Regions from separate parts of the Mus musculus genome. Here all the other regions are linked to region 2. The links are chromatin contacts, called in public Hi-C and HiChIP or PLAC-seq maps. All regions are on one chromosome and are shown on one strand. Each heading gives the region's core, a stretch centred on a gene start, on an enhancer-like site or on the middle of the called end of the contact. The rest is flanking DNA. Distances are from core to core; before and after follow the strand shown.

Region 1 (2,700 bases), core at 114-2,613, 580 kb before region 2:
GGTTCCTTTATGATACCAGGCTTTTGTGAAGAAAAACCACGTCAACCATTAGGGGGAAGAAAACTGCACAAAAGCTGGAAGTCAAATTTAGCAGCGTTTTTCAAGTTTTCTGGGTTTGCGAAATAGTGCCAGAATTTTCAGCATTACACACAACTAAGATTCGCATTTTTAAATATTCCTCAAGAAGACATTTGCTTTTTCGGAAAGTGAAAGGGCGATGGATGTCAGGCACGTATTTTATTATTTATTTTTAATAAACTCATAGCTTTTTGAAAATAAGTGGAAGTTAAATCGACAGAAGAAAGCCATCACAGCATATTTATTGTTCAGGCTTCTGGGTCAGGGAGAATGGGCCCTGAAAGCCTTGTGCTCCGAGGGCCAGCCAATGGAAGCCGAGCTCTCAGCGCTCCTCCACCTCGTGGGCTGCACGAGCCCCGCCTCCTGGTGCTAGGTTCCGCGGAGTTTCGGCACCTTTGTTGCTTTCGGGACCGAACTTGACTTTGTTTGCAGAGGTGGAGGATGCCGAGCCCGGTTCGCCCGTAAGCCGCTTCCCACGGCGGCGATTTAAGTTTCCCCACGCAGGATGTCATCCCTCGCACGGGGGGACACACCCCGCTTCCGATGGGCTCCCGGATCCCGCACGCCCTGGGGCTGCCTCTCCCGGTTCACACGCTGCTGCTGCTGCGGCGCCGGCGGCGGCTGCAGAGCCCGAGGGGCCTCGCGACCCCCAGGCGGAGAACAAAGGGGGCCGGGGCCGCGCCCGCCGCCGGCCACGCCCATCGCGAGCCGCGGGGCCGCGCCCCGAGCCCCTCCCCCGCCCCCGGGCCGCGCAAAATGGCGGCCGCGCTACAAAATGGCAGCCGGGCGGGCCGTGGCGTGGGGACGCTGTCCCCGCGCGCGGCCGGGGTTCCTTCCCACGCTGTCCATGAGCTCGCGCGCGTGTGCGCGTCACATCCCCGTGAACCCCGGGGGCCCCCCGAGTGTAGACGGGCAGGTCAGAGCGCACACGGGAGCGGAGCTAAGGAGGACGGGGTTCGGGGACCCCTGACCTAGCGCCTCCCTGCCACTCCCAAGCCCCGGCGGCTGCGCCTCCATCTTTTCAATGTCCCCGCCATTCCGCGTCTCCCAGTCCGCTCCCTTGTCCCCACGCTTCCTCCTTGGATGGGAGTGTGTCGTCGGTCGTGGGCTCGGCTAAGGCCGTGTACTTTTTGTTGGGACTTTTCGCTGTCTTCTCTCAGAAAATGGCTCGCTTTCCATTCATCCCCTCAGGTTCCCTTTGTAGCCCTCTTTCCAGAAACTTCTCAGGGTAGCTCGGCCAGCAGCGGCGGCGAGCTCCGCGGCCTTCTCCACCCTTCACTGTCATCCCACCCCGCGCATGCGCCTGGCGGCGGCGGGCCGCGGCCCAGGCGCGCGCCCGGGAGACTGTGAGAGTGGCGCGGGCGCGCGCGGGTCCGCGGGGGCGGTGCTCTCTCACAATGGAAAGGTTGCCTCCCCCTCCAACGTTTCCCTCCGCGGCGAGCGCAAGCGCACTCGGGCGACCTCGCGTTCCTTGGAGGGGCTGGGAGGAGGGAGAGAAATGGGTGGCCTTGCCGCGCGCGTGCGCAGTTCGGCGCCGTGCATTTTTTTTTTTTTCCGCGTTGCCTGTGTGATGAGAAGTGGATCTGAGGACCTTCTTGTCCTGTCCTCCTTTCTCAACCCCCCCTCCCCCCCCCCCCAGTCTCGAAAACGGGTCCCTCCGGCTTGGAGGCAGGCCGGACAAAGCCGAGGCAGTGGGGTCGTCTTGCCCACCCTCTCCCGATCCACGTTTGAGAGTTTCCCGATGGACCTGGAGACCCTGCAGGCCCCGGGTGTTGGGCTGCCGCATTGTTCTCGCCTGGAAAGCGGAGGCGAAGGTGCCCTTGCTGGCGGGCCGCGTGTGCAGACGGAGCTCGCCGGGCCGCTCGGGTTCCCTTCGCCGTGGGCTTGCGCCGCGGTGACCACAGTGACCGCGATCGCACTTCCCAAGAAGTGTAGTGGAAAGGACTGTCAGGGCTGTGGGTTCCTGGGGGTGGGGGGCGGGGAAACTAAGAAACCCAAAACCCCACTTGTCATGGAGCCCACCTATGTGAACCCAGAGTTTGAAGGGCAGCCAGAGAAATTGCCTCTCGGGTTATTAGTGTGGGGCGGAGTGTGAGCCAGGAGTCTCCGTGAAGAAAGCACGCTGGTTGTGACAGCCCCACGTCGGGGAGACCCCAGGCTGCCCTTGGCCCTGCTGCTCCCCGGCGTGGGGTGGCGTGGGGGTGGCGGAGCGGCCTGCAGGTGTGTGAGCGCCCTTGACCTCTGTGAGGTCACCCGCCCGGGCTCTGGGCGGAGCCGGATCCGCCTTCCCGGTGGGAACCATGAGCTGGTGACCGGTTCCTCCCGGAACCATTAGTGTGGAAAGCCAGGCTAGAGGTAGAATTCTAGCAAAGCTGTAATACACGGGTTGCAAATGAACACTGAGTCATACAGTCTGTAAATTTGGAGAATCCCTGCCGCACGTTTCTCTGAACAGAAATTATATTTAATAGGGTCTTTCAAATCATTTTTCCACCAGTAGGAAAATAAAGCAAATACTGAGTTGGTTTTTTTAAAGTGTCCTAAAACATTAAAAAAAATTTTGGGGGGATTACATTGTTGAATAACTAGGATTTTTAGAAATATCCTTTACCATTTTTGTTT
Region 2 (2,774 bases), core at 8-2,507:
AAACCTAACCAAAACAACACTAAAATTATCACAGGGTGGAGATTCATCTTAGCACTTTGGAAGGAGCAGAGTTCAGTTCCCTGCACGCATATGGCGGCTGATAACCACCTGTGACTCCAGTTCAGGAAATACAGCTCTCTTTTCTCCACGGGCACATGGTGCATATACATGAAAGCACACACTCATACACACACACACAAATCTAAAAAAAAAAAAAAAAAAAACCAACAAAACCCCCCAAAACAAAATGGGAGTTCCTGTTGTCCGCCTGTGAAGGACTATCCAGAAGCCCAGAGGAGGACTGAATGGTATCTGTAAAGTAAGGAGAGGCAGTTTTTCTCGCCTTTCTAAATGCTTCTACTGTGCAGCTCCCGAGGATACAGGGCGTGTGGGGAGACCTATGACAGAGCTACTACAGAATTATTAACAAAAGCAGCTCCAGGCTCTGCCTGTCATCCCATGCCAGCGGTATGAGATCAGTGCCGCTACACACCCCTGAATAAGCACGCTTCAGGGAACCGGGTCTTGCCTGCAGACTTCCACAGTACGGATCTTTCAAGGGGTCGGGGTCGCTTTCTTTCATGTCTCCCTTCCTCTGCGGGTCAAGTGCATTGCCTTGCAGAGTCCACCGCCCTCCGACCTGACCGATCCAGACCAGCCTAACCTGGAGGTGCGACCTGGCCTCCCGGGTCCCACCCCAGACACCCCGCAGGCCTCCCTTTCACACAAGCCTGGCGGAGTACAACTAGCAGGATTTGATTCTGGGTCCCGACCACAGGTCGCTCATCCTATGACCTTGACCTCTCCCTGTCCTCCTCCCAGACCTCTGTCTTTCTGTTCTCTCTTCCAACCTCCTCCCGGCCGCGCCTCTCTCTCCGGTGATGGAGAAGCGCGGAATGGCTGTCTGAAAGGATGCTCAAGAGCAGGATGCCGGGTTAAGTCCTCCCCCGAGGCCTGGACCCGGGCTCCTTCCGCCTCTCCGCGGCCTCTCTACCCAGGCAGCCTCGGTGACGGGCACGGCTCCCCACTGAACCACGGCTCCCGGGCTCACCTGCAGGCCGACTCTGCCGAGAACGGCAGCCGGGAAGCCGCGCTTCAAGGAGACCCCGACCGTCGCCGCCATTTTGGCTCCTGACGTCAGCCCCACCCCTTCCCCTCCGGCATCCCGTCGAACACCGCGGTGGGAAGCCGGCCTCTCACCCTGAGGACCGCTAGCCGCCTAAGCGCCAACGAGTGGAAGGCCGCTTCCGGTTTCTCCGAGCCAATGTACAGGAAGTGCGTGTGTGCAGCAGCGGCCCGTAGGGCGCATGCCCACTGGGCTTCCTATGTTCCTAAGGTGACCTCTGGAGTCTGAGGGGCGGGAGAGGGAAGGGTAGCGTGGAGGGGCGGGGCAGAGGCCAGGAGGGCGGGGCTTTCCTATTCTGCTGGTGGCTGTGATTTTTAACCCTTCTCTACTTGCAGTGGTGTCTGTCAATCACCTGTGACTCTTGTCTGGTCAGCTTTGTGCTAAATCTAGAGAACCTGTCAGTCCCTACCTGATTGGGACACTTGTTAAGTGACTGAAGTGATCAAAAGATGAACGTCACGTCGGTACAGAAGTTGCATGCCCGGCATATGGAGACAGTAGGAGAACCAAGCTCACCCTCCGCTACTTAATGAGGTCGAGTCCATCTGGGATACTTGAGACCCTGCCTCAAAACACACAAAACCAAAACCAAAGCAGCCAGAAAGGGTACCTAGTATGTGGCTGGTGCCAGCCTCTGGAATGCTGTGGTAAGTGAGCGAGCTGCTCACCTAATTCCTCTCTAACCCCAAGGAAGATGACAATAGGAAAGATGGGTGATGTAGCTTATAGGCTGTCCACCAAGGACCCACAGGCTGTCCACTGTCCCCAACTTCAGATCTTCCTACAGGTAAAGAACTGCAGAGAGCTGGGATTACAGCTGTGTGCCACCATGCCTGTGTGTGCTGAACAAGCCTTCTACTAACCGACCTGTGTCCTCAGATTTCGTCAGTTTCCTTAGTCACCTGAGCTGCTTTTTTTTTCTGGCACTTCTAGACAGGGTTTCTCTGTGTAGCCCTGACTGTCCTGGAACTCACTTTGTAGACCAGACTGGACTTGAACTCAGAAATCCGCCTGCCTTTGCCTTCCAAGTGCTGGGATTAAAGGCATGCGCCACCACTGTCCAGCCTTTCTGACACCTTTTATGGGTTCTCTCAGAGCCCCCCACCCTCTGACTGGGGATTTGACCACCTTGGGCAGGCGTGATCTTGGTATCCCAAGTCACTTGGTCTCTTGGGGCACCCAGTGACTTTGCTGGTCCTTGTTACCAGAGGAAGGATTTGATTTCTTTCCGCTCACCTTTGGCAGAGGAGGGCACTGTTTATAGTCTTGGGTTTCCTCACGCTGGCTCTTTTAGAAGACACTGGAGAAATTACCATGACAGGAGGAATGGCTAGATGGGGCCAAGTTTCTGGGAACTCACCCTGAATCTGGCTTCTCTGCCAGGTAGCCTCATTAAAGGGGGTGTGGAGAGGCCTGAACCCCTGGGGGTTACCTTGATCGCCCCCTCAAGGCCATGTGACCATTGACAAGTCCTTCGCCACTTTTTGACTTATAGCGTCCTTGCCTGAATCACTAGGGGTTGTGGCAGCTGAGTTAAGATTCTATGACTGGTGTGGTTGTCTTGCGCAACAGATGGTAAGGTGGCCTTGGCTTCTCAGGGGCCCTGGCTCAGCACTGGGTAGGTTCTTCTAGACTACCCAAGGGACCA
Region 3 (2,708 bases), core at 135-2,634, 640 kb before region 2:
GGCCCCTGGGCACCGGTAGCCTCAGCATAATACTGGGTTCTGTCCTTGGCTCTCATCTGGGGATGGTGGCAGCAATCCAGCCTCTGGGACTAGCAGATCCGGGTGCCTAAGGGGCACTCTCCGGTCTGGCTTGAATCTAGCCTTGTCCAGTGCCCATTGCACAAGCCTCGGTCCTCGCCGGCTTCAGTGTCTGGTCTGTGGGGTGGGACCTATCAGCCCTGGAGTAGAGTCTGGAAGGGTTAGATGAAAGGTTTGAAAGGGACACAAGGGAAGTCTCTAGAAACAGCAGTTACTGTCGTCGTTGTGACTCCACACTGGCGGGTAGAATCAAATGGAAAAATCTAATGGCAAAGACTGGGGAGGCCATTAAGGGGGTGGGGCTTAGTGGGGAGGCGGAGGATGGAGCTGAGCACCCAGACACCCCACTCTGACACCTCTCTTCTGCAGCAATACAAGGACCACCTCGAGGAGCTGTTGTATGTGGGGGGGGGGGGCGAGGAGGGCTGCAGAAGGGGACCTAATCCTTCCTAGTTACCCCCCCCCCATGACTCTGGGTCCAGCTCTCCCCTGCCCAGTCCCCCATTGTGCCTCTAATCGAAAGAACAATCGGCTTGCCTGGGAATCAGACCTAGATTCCTTTCCCCTGCAATGTCTTCAGGTCTCTAGGGACCTGAGCTGTCCAGAGCAGCCCCAACCCAGGCCGCAGGGCCCTGTGCTCTGCTTCTTCAGGGGCCAGTAACAGGGCCGGAAAGCAAACAGGTGACCTGATTGTTTCCCCTGTCTCCTGTAAGGGCCTCTTTCCACTACAGGACCTGAGACCCACTTGTAGAAGGATTCATAGGCTCACACAGGCAGTGACAGCCCAGGACAGCAGATCCAGGTGACTTGCTTCGCTGGGGTGTCTGAAAACCCTACCCCAGGCATCCTTTGAATAAGCCCCGCAACTCCAGTATATGTTAGCATTATCGCTTTAACTCTAGGCCACGTTGCAGAGGTGGGCTGTGCGGACCCCATTTTAGGAATTAAAGATTGAGGCTTAAGAAAACGGGGTTGACAGTCCAGGTCATGCGTCTAGCCTAACTTATGACCCTGAAGGATTTCAGAGTCAGTCTGGCTACAAGTACCCCTCTCCACCAATTGGGGCAGGTGGAGCCTCTCATCCAGGTGACCTAGAGCGAGGTTGGCTAAGGATCCCACTCCCCAGCCCGCCCCGCCCCTCCCCGGTGCACCGTGGGGGTGGGCAGCGGAGGAGGAGCCACAGGGAAGGGGAGGAGTGGTGGGAACAAAGGGAGGGGGCGCGGCCACAGGTGGGGGGGCAGGTAGGGCGAGCCAGCGCCCCCTCCCCGAGCGTCACCTTTTATGGTAAGGCGCGCGCGGGGCGGCGGGCGGAGGGAGGCTGGGGCGGGAGCAAGGGGCGGAGGCGCAGCGCCGGCGGAGGCCGGGCGTGGGGAGCGCGGCAGGTAAGCGGGTGCGGCGTGGGGGTCCTGGCTGTGCTCCCCGGGCAGGGTCAACTTCAGGTGGCCACATGGGCAACTCTCGGCCACCGTACTGAACCCAGCTCGGCGCGGTTGGGGGGCTCGGGGCGGGTACTGTGTCTTGTCCCTGTGTGTCCCAGGATCTCAGCCATTGGGGACTCTGGGAGGCTGTGCGGGGACGGCACAGGGGTCATCTCCTGGCTCTTGATTGGGACGGGTTGAGCAGGGCAGAGGCTCCCGCACAAAGAGGATAGCGTCCCGCATATGGATCGAATTATAGTCACTGCGGTGACCCGGCCAACTGTCCCGCTCTGCTGCTGTGCCAGGGAGCAGAGTTCCCGAGTTCTTTTGCCCCTCCCGGACCCTGTTTCCAGCTCCAGTCTGGAGAGGGAAAGGAGGGTCCTGGGGTCTCCTCGCCTGGCTTGGCGGGGTGTGGAAGTGGGCGATCCCCAAAGTGAGTGCAACTACTCCCCCATCTCCAGGCCAGACCTGAGGTCCCAGGGGGAGAGGCTGGGCAGCGCCCAGATTCCAGCTTTTAACAATGGAGATCACTGTCCTCCAGCCGCAGGGCTCCTTCTTCCCCCCTGGGGCTGAACGACCAGCTGGCCTCCCCAGCCACCCTCCAGGGCAGACTTCTATTCTCTTTATGAATAGAAAGCGAGCCCAGAGAGGTTGAGTGACCGCGTCAAGGTCGCCCAGTACAAAAGACCGGTAGCCTGAGGAGATCTGACTTCTGCGCCTCTTCCTTTCTCTGGTCTAGGAAAGAGGATGAGAGAGGCCCTTAGCCTTCTGAGATCGCAAGGTGTCTTGTGGGAGTGAGTGGGGGGACATTCACTCTTCCACTTTCAGCAAAGTTTAATTCTAGTCCTCAACTTAGATTGCTTATTGGTCTGTGTGAAAGAGCAATGCTTAGAAATGACTCGGAGGTGGCTTTAGAGTGCGGGCAAAGAGTTATCGAGGCCGCCAGCACATCCCCTCCCAGGGGCTGCAGCCTAAGGCCGGCCCTGGCTGGCTGGCTGGCCGGCTCTCAGCCTCCTTCCTTCCTCTTGACAGGAAATGACTTTCTTTCCCTTTGTTCCCACTTTCTCCGCTTACCCAACTGGATCTGGGTGTCTGATTTGCCCTCCGGGGGAGGAAGGATGGGGGTGGAGGGTCTGCTGGGAAGTTTTCATAGAATGCTCCCCCCAACCCCCACCCCACCCCCGCCTGGGTGAACTCAGGGTTAGTGGGACC
Region 4 (2,874 bases), core at 295-2,794, 830 kb before region 2:
GGACTTTCCCTTCAAACCACTTTTCTTGATCAGTATGGGCCCATCCAAATGTGTTCCTGAGCCTACTTTTGTTATTATTTGGCAGCTAACCACATGACTCTACACCACTTTCTTCTATCTCCTTCACTGGACCAAGCCACGTTCCAATACAGATGCTGGAGACAGCCTTGTAGACAGTCCCCCAGGGCCTGGCACTCATATCCTCTCAGAAAGAAATATTCCCTTTTCAGACCTGTGGTGAGGCATCAACTGGAACAAAGATGCTAAAGTGGTTTTTTTTTTCTCTTTTTAGAGTCCTTTAAGAGTTTTTACTCTGTATCTTCCAATAGAAGATGCATTTATGCATACAGCTATCCTGTTTTCTCTGTAATTTTCATACTCATCTTTAGACTTTGAACAAGTTGACCTTTTCCCTTGTGTAATACAGAATTTTATCAAGCTAAAATTGAACTCTAGTACAATGAAAATAATACTGCCACCATTATATTTTGATCCAGAATAATTCCACTCACACAGTAATCCATATAGCGTAGAAATTCAATACACCCCTTTACACAAGCCATCAACATTGTGACTCATGCTCTAGGTTTAAGTGGGCGAAAGTGGATTAAAAAAAATCAAATGTTTGATTTTATTCTTCTGCATTACCTGCATCAAATTCCTTCTTTTCTGAACTCCTTTATAAAACATGCACTTGATAAAAGCCCAGCCAAAAAAGACAGATCCTGATTCTATGTCCTTGTCCTAGGACAGGATGACCACCGTTCCATTTCACAGCCCTAGAAACTGAGATTCAAAAACGGGAAGTGACTGGTACAATGTGCCAGTATAAGGCTAAAGTGGGTGTCTAGGGCCCTTATACTAGAGAAGAGAAAAATCATAAAAGTTCAAACGGTGCAGATTACAGACCGCTTTTAACAAACACTCCACAAAAGAGGAGCATGGGTTCTTCTATTTTATTCTTGTGGCGAACTAAGAGGGCAGTACTGGGGAAGGTTTTAAAAATGGAGTTCCCACACCATGGTTTCCCAGGGCGTGGATTGCACAGGGTGCAAAGCGGAAAAAAAGGGCAGGAGCTCCGTAGTGGCTTCAGAGAACCTCTCAGCGACCTCCCAGTCCCTATCTGCGCCGCGGGAAAAAGAGGGCGGACACAAGGAGGCGGGGCGCACCTGAATATCCTCGATCATGTCGCGCGTGAAGAGCTCTCGACTCAGCAGAGCGTCCCAGAGCTCCGCGACTTGCAGCTCGCTCACTAGGCGCACCCTGCATCGCCGCAGGAGCTGCCGGTCCGCCTCGTCCATGGCGAGCCGATTGCGGGACCCCGGGTTCTGTCCGCTTCCGGCCCTCGGGTTCCGCCCCGGCGCCCACGCCCCGCCCCCACATAGCGCCTCCAGGGATCCCGCTCCGGCCAGCGGTCACCCGGTCCACTGGGCTCCGCTCCGCCCCGCCCCGCCCCGCCCCGCGGCCTGTGACTCGCGCTCACTGGGCTCCACCTCCGCAATCAAAACAGCTCCCACGGCCGCTCACCCCACCACCAGCCCCCAACACCTCCCTCAACGCCGCGCTCTCAGGCCCCGCCCCTTCGCCACGCCCTACGACCGCGCTGCTTCGCCACGCCCACTGGCGCTGCATTCAAGCTCCGCCCCATCACTTCGCCGTACGGACTAAGACCTGCCTCACATGATAACGCTTCTCCCCTAGGACTCGCCCCTCCTCGCCTCGTAGACCAGCAATCCCGCCCTACCGAGTTCCTTCGCCCCGCCCCGAAGCCCTCCTTTGCATCCCAGACTCTCCCCTAGGGTTCCAGGCCTTGTGGTTGCCTTGCTATCTTGCTCCCATTTGCTGGTTCTGCTTAGCGGTAGTTGTAACTTTTCCCCTCGCATGGCGATTGCTCTACCAAAATTCACAATGACCCTACTTCTACAGATACTCAAAGGATCACGAGAGAAAAGGGAAGAAAACCACGCCTAGACATTTGTCCTAGATCTTTCAAGTCCCTTGCTGGCTGTGGCTTTCTAACGCTGCGGCTAGTAAACCTCTTGCTGCCTGCTGTTTCAGGGCTATCGTGCCCTCAATCTAACCAAGCTCATTGGTTAGATCTCGCTCTCTTTCCCTCCTCAGCACCTCCCCCAGAGAAACTGCCAGGAATCTAATCCTATGTTCTCTCAGTTTTGTACCACTTATTTCCACGACTTAAAAAGTAATTGAAATAACTGGAGAGATGGCTCAGCGGTTAAGAACACCAACTGCTATTCTGAAGGTCATGAGTTCAAATCCCAGCAACCACATGGTGGTTCAACAACCATCTGTATTGAGAAATGACACCCTCTTCTGATGTCTGAAGACAGCTACAGTGTACTTACATGTAATAAATAAATAAATCTTTAAAAAAAGTAATTGAACAAGGTCTGAAGAGATGGATGGTTCAGGGTAAAGAGGACCAGCTGTTCTTCCAGAGGTCCTGAGTTCAAATCCCAGCCACCACATAGTGGTTTACAACCATCTGTAATGGGATCTGATTCCCTCTGTGCATGAAGACAGAGTGCTCATATATGCATTAACTAATTAAACACATTTTTAAAAAAGTAATTGGGCATTGTGCTAGCCCCTTACGCTATTCTCTCTGCTAGCCTTATGCCACATTCCTGACAGGGATATAGTTATTCCTTGATGACAGCTGTAGACATGTGTCAGGGATCTCACAGCGTGACCAGAACCAGAATAGACTCATAGCCAAGAATCCACCTTGGAATATGTCAAACGATAATATTACACTTGTTTCCTGATTTGGGCATCAGTCAACATTTCCTTCCATAAAATAGGATGTACACTCGGGAGGAGCAGCTGAGGTGAATTTACAAACAGGAAATCTGG

Evidence for each region. A called contact is a pair of places that touch in the nucleus more often than the background predicts. HiChIP or PLAC-seq counts read pairs in DNA pulled down with a chosen protein or histone mark.
Region 1: a contact with region 2 is called in a Hi-C map of CD4 T cells, with 3 times the contacts expected there. The contact joins the promoter of B330016D10Rik here to the promoter of Sdhb in region 2. A contact is called at or near these places in 1 of 484 Hi-C or Micro-C datasets (CD4 T cells) and 1 of 115 datasets of contacts at active chromatin or transcription factors (memory CD8 T cells).
Region 3: a contact with region 2 is called in an H3K27ac HiChIP or PLAC-seq map of microglia, with 4 times the contacts expected there. The contact joins the promoter of Fblim1 here to the promoter of Sdhb in region 2. A contact is called at or near these places in 1 of 484 Hi-C or Micro-C datasets (embryonic stem cells) and 2 of 115 datasets of contacts at active chromatin or transcription factors (bone marrow-derived macrophages and microglia).
Region 4: a Hi-C map of CD8 T cells shows a contact between it and region 2, with 4 times the contacts expected there. The contact joins the promoter of Casp9 here to the promoter of Sdhb in region 2. A contact is called at or near these places in 3 of 484 Hi-C or Micro-C datasets (CD4 T cells, CD8 T cells and rod photoreceptor) and 1 of 9 other capture datasets (liver).

What each region holds. Positions count from the first base shown.
Region 1 is chr4:141,544,825-141,547,524 of GRCm38.p6, reverse strand. B330016D10Rik (RIKEN cDNA B330016D10 gene) reads right to left here and starts at 1,363. Exons shown (of 1, transcript NR_030695.1): 1 at 1-1,363.
Region 2 is chr4:140,959,754-140,962,527 of GRCm38.p6, reverse strand. It overlaps Sdhb (succinate dehydrogenase complex, subunit B, iron sulfur (Ip)), which reads right to left and starts at 1,257. Exons shown (of 8, transcript NM_023374.4): 1 at 1,052-1,257. The coding sequence starts at 1,123.
Region 3 is chr4:141,598,600-141,601,307 of GRCm38.p6, reverse strand. Fblim1 (filamin binding LIM protein 1) reads left to right here and starts at 1,384. Exons shown (of 9, transcript NM_001163256.1): 1 at 1,384-1,460.
Region 4 is chr4:141,792,282-141,795,155 of GRCm38.p6, reverse strand. Casp9 (caspase 9) reads right to left here and starts at 1,544. Exons shown (of 9, transcript NM_015733.5): 1 at 1,170-1,544. The coding sequence starts at 1,301.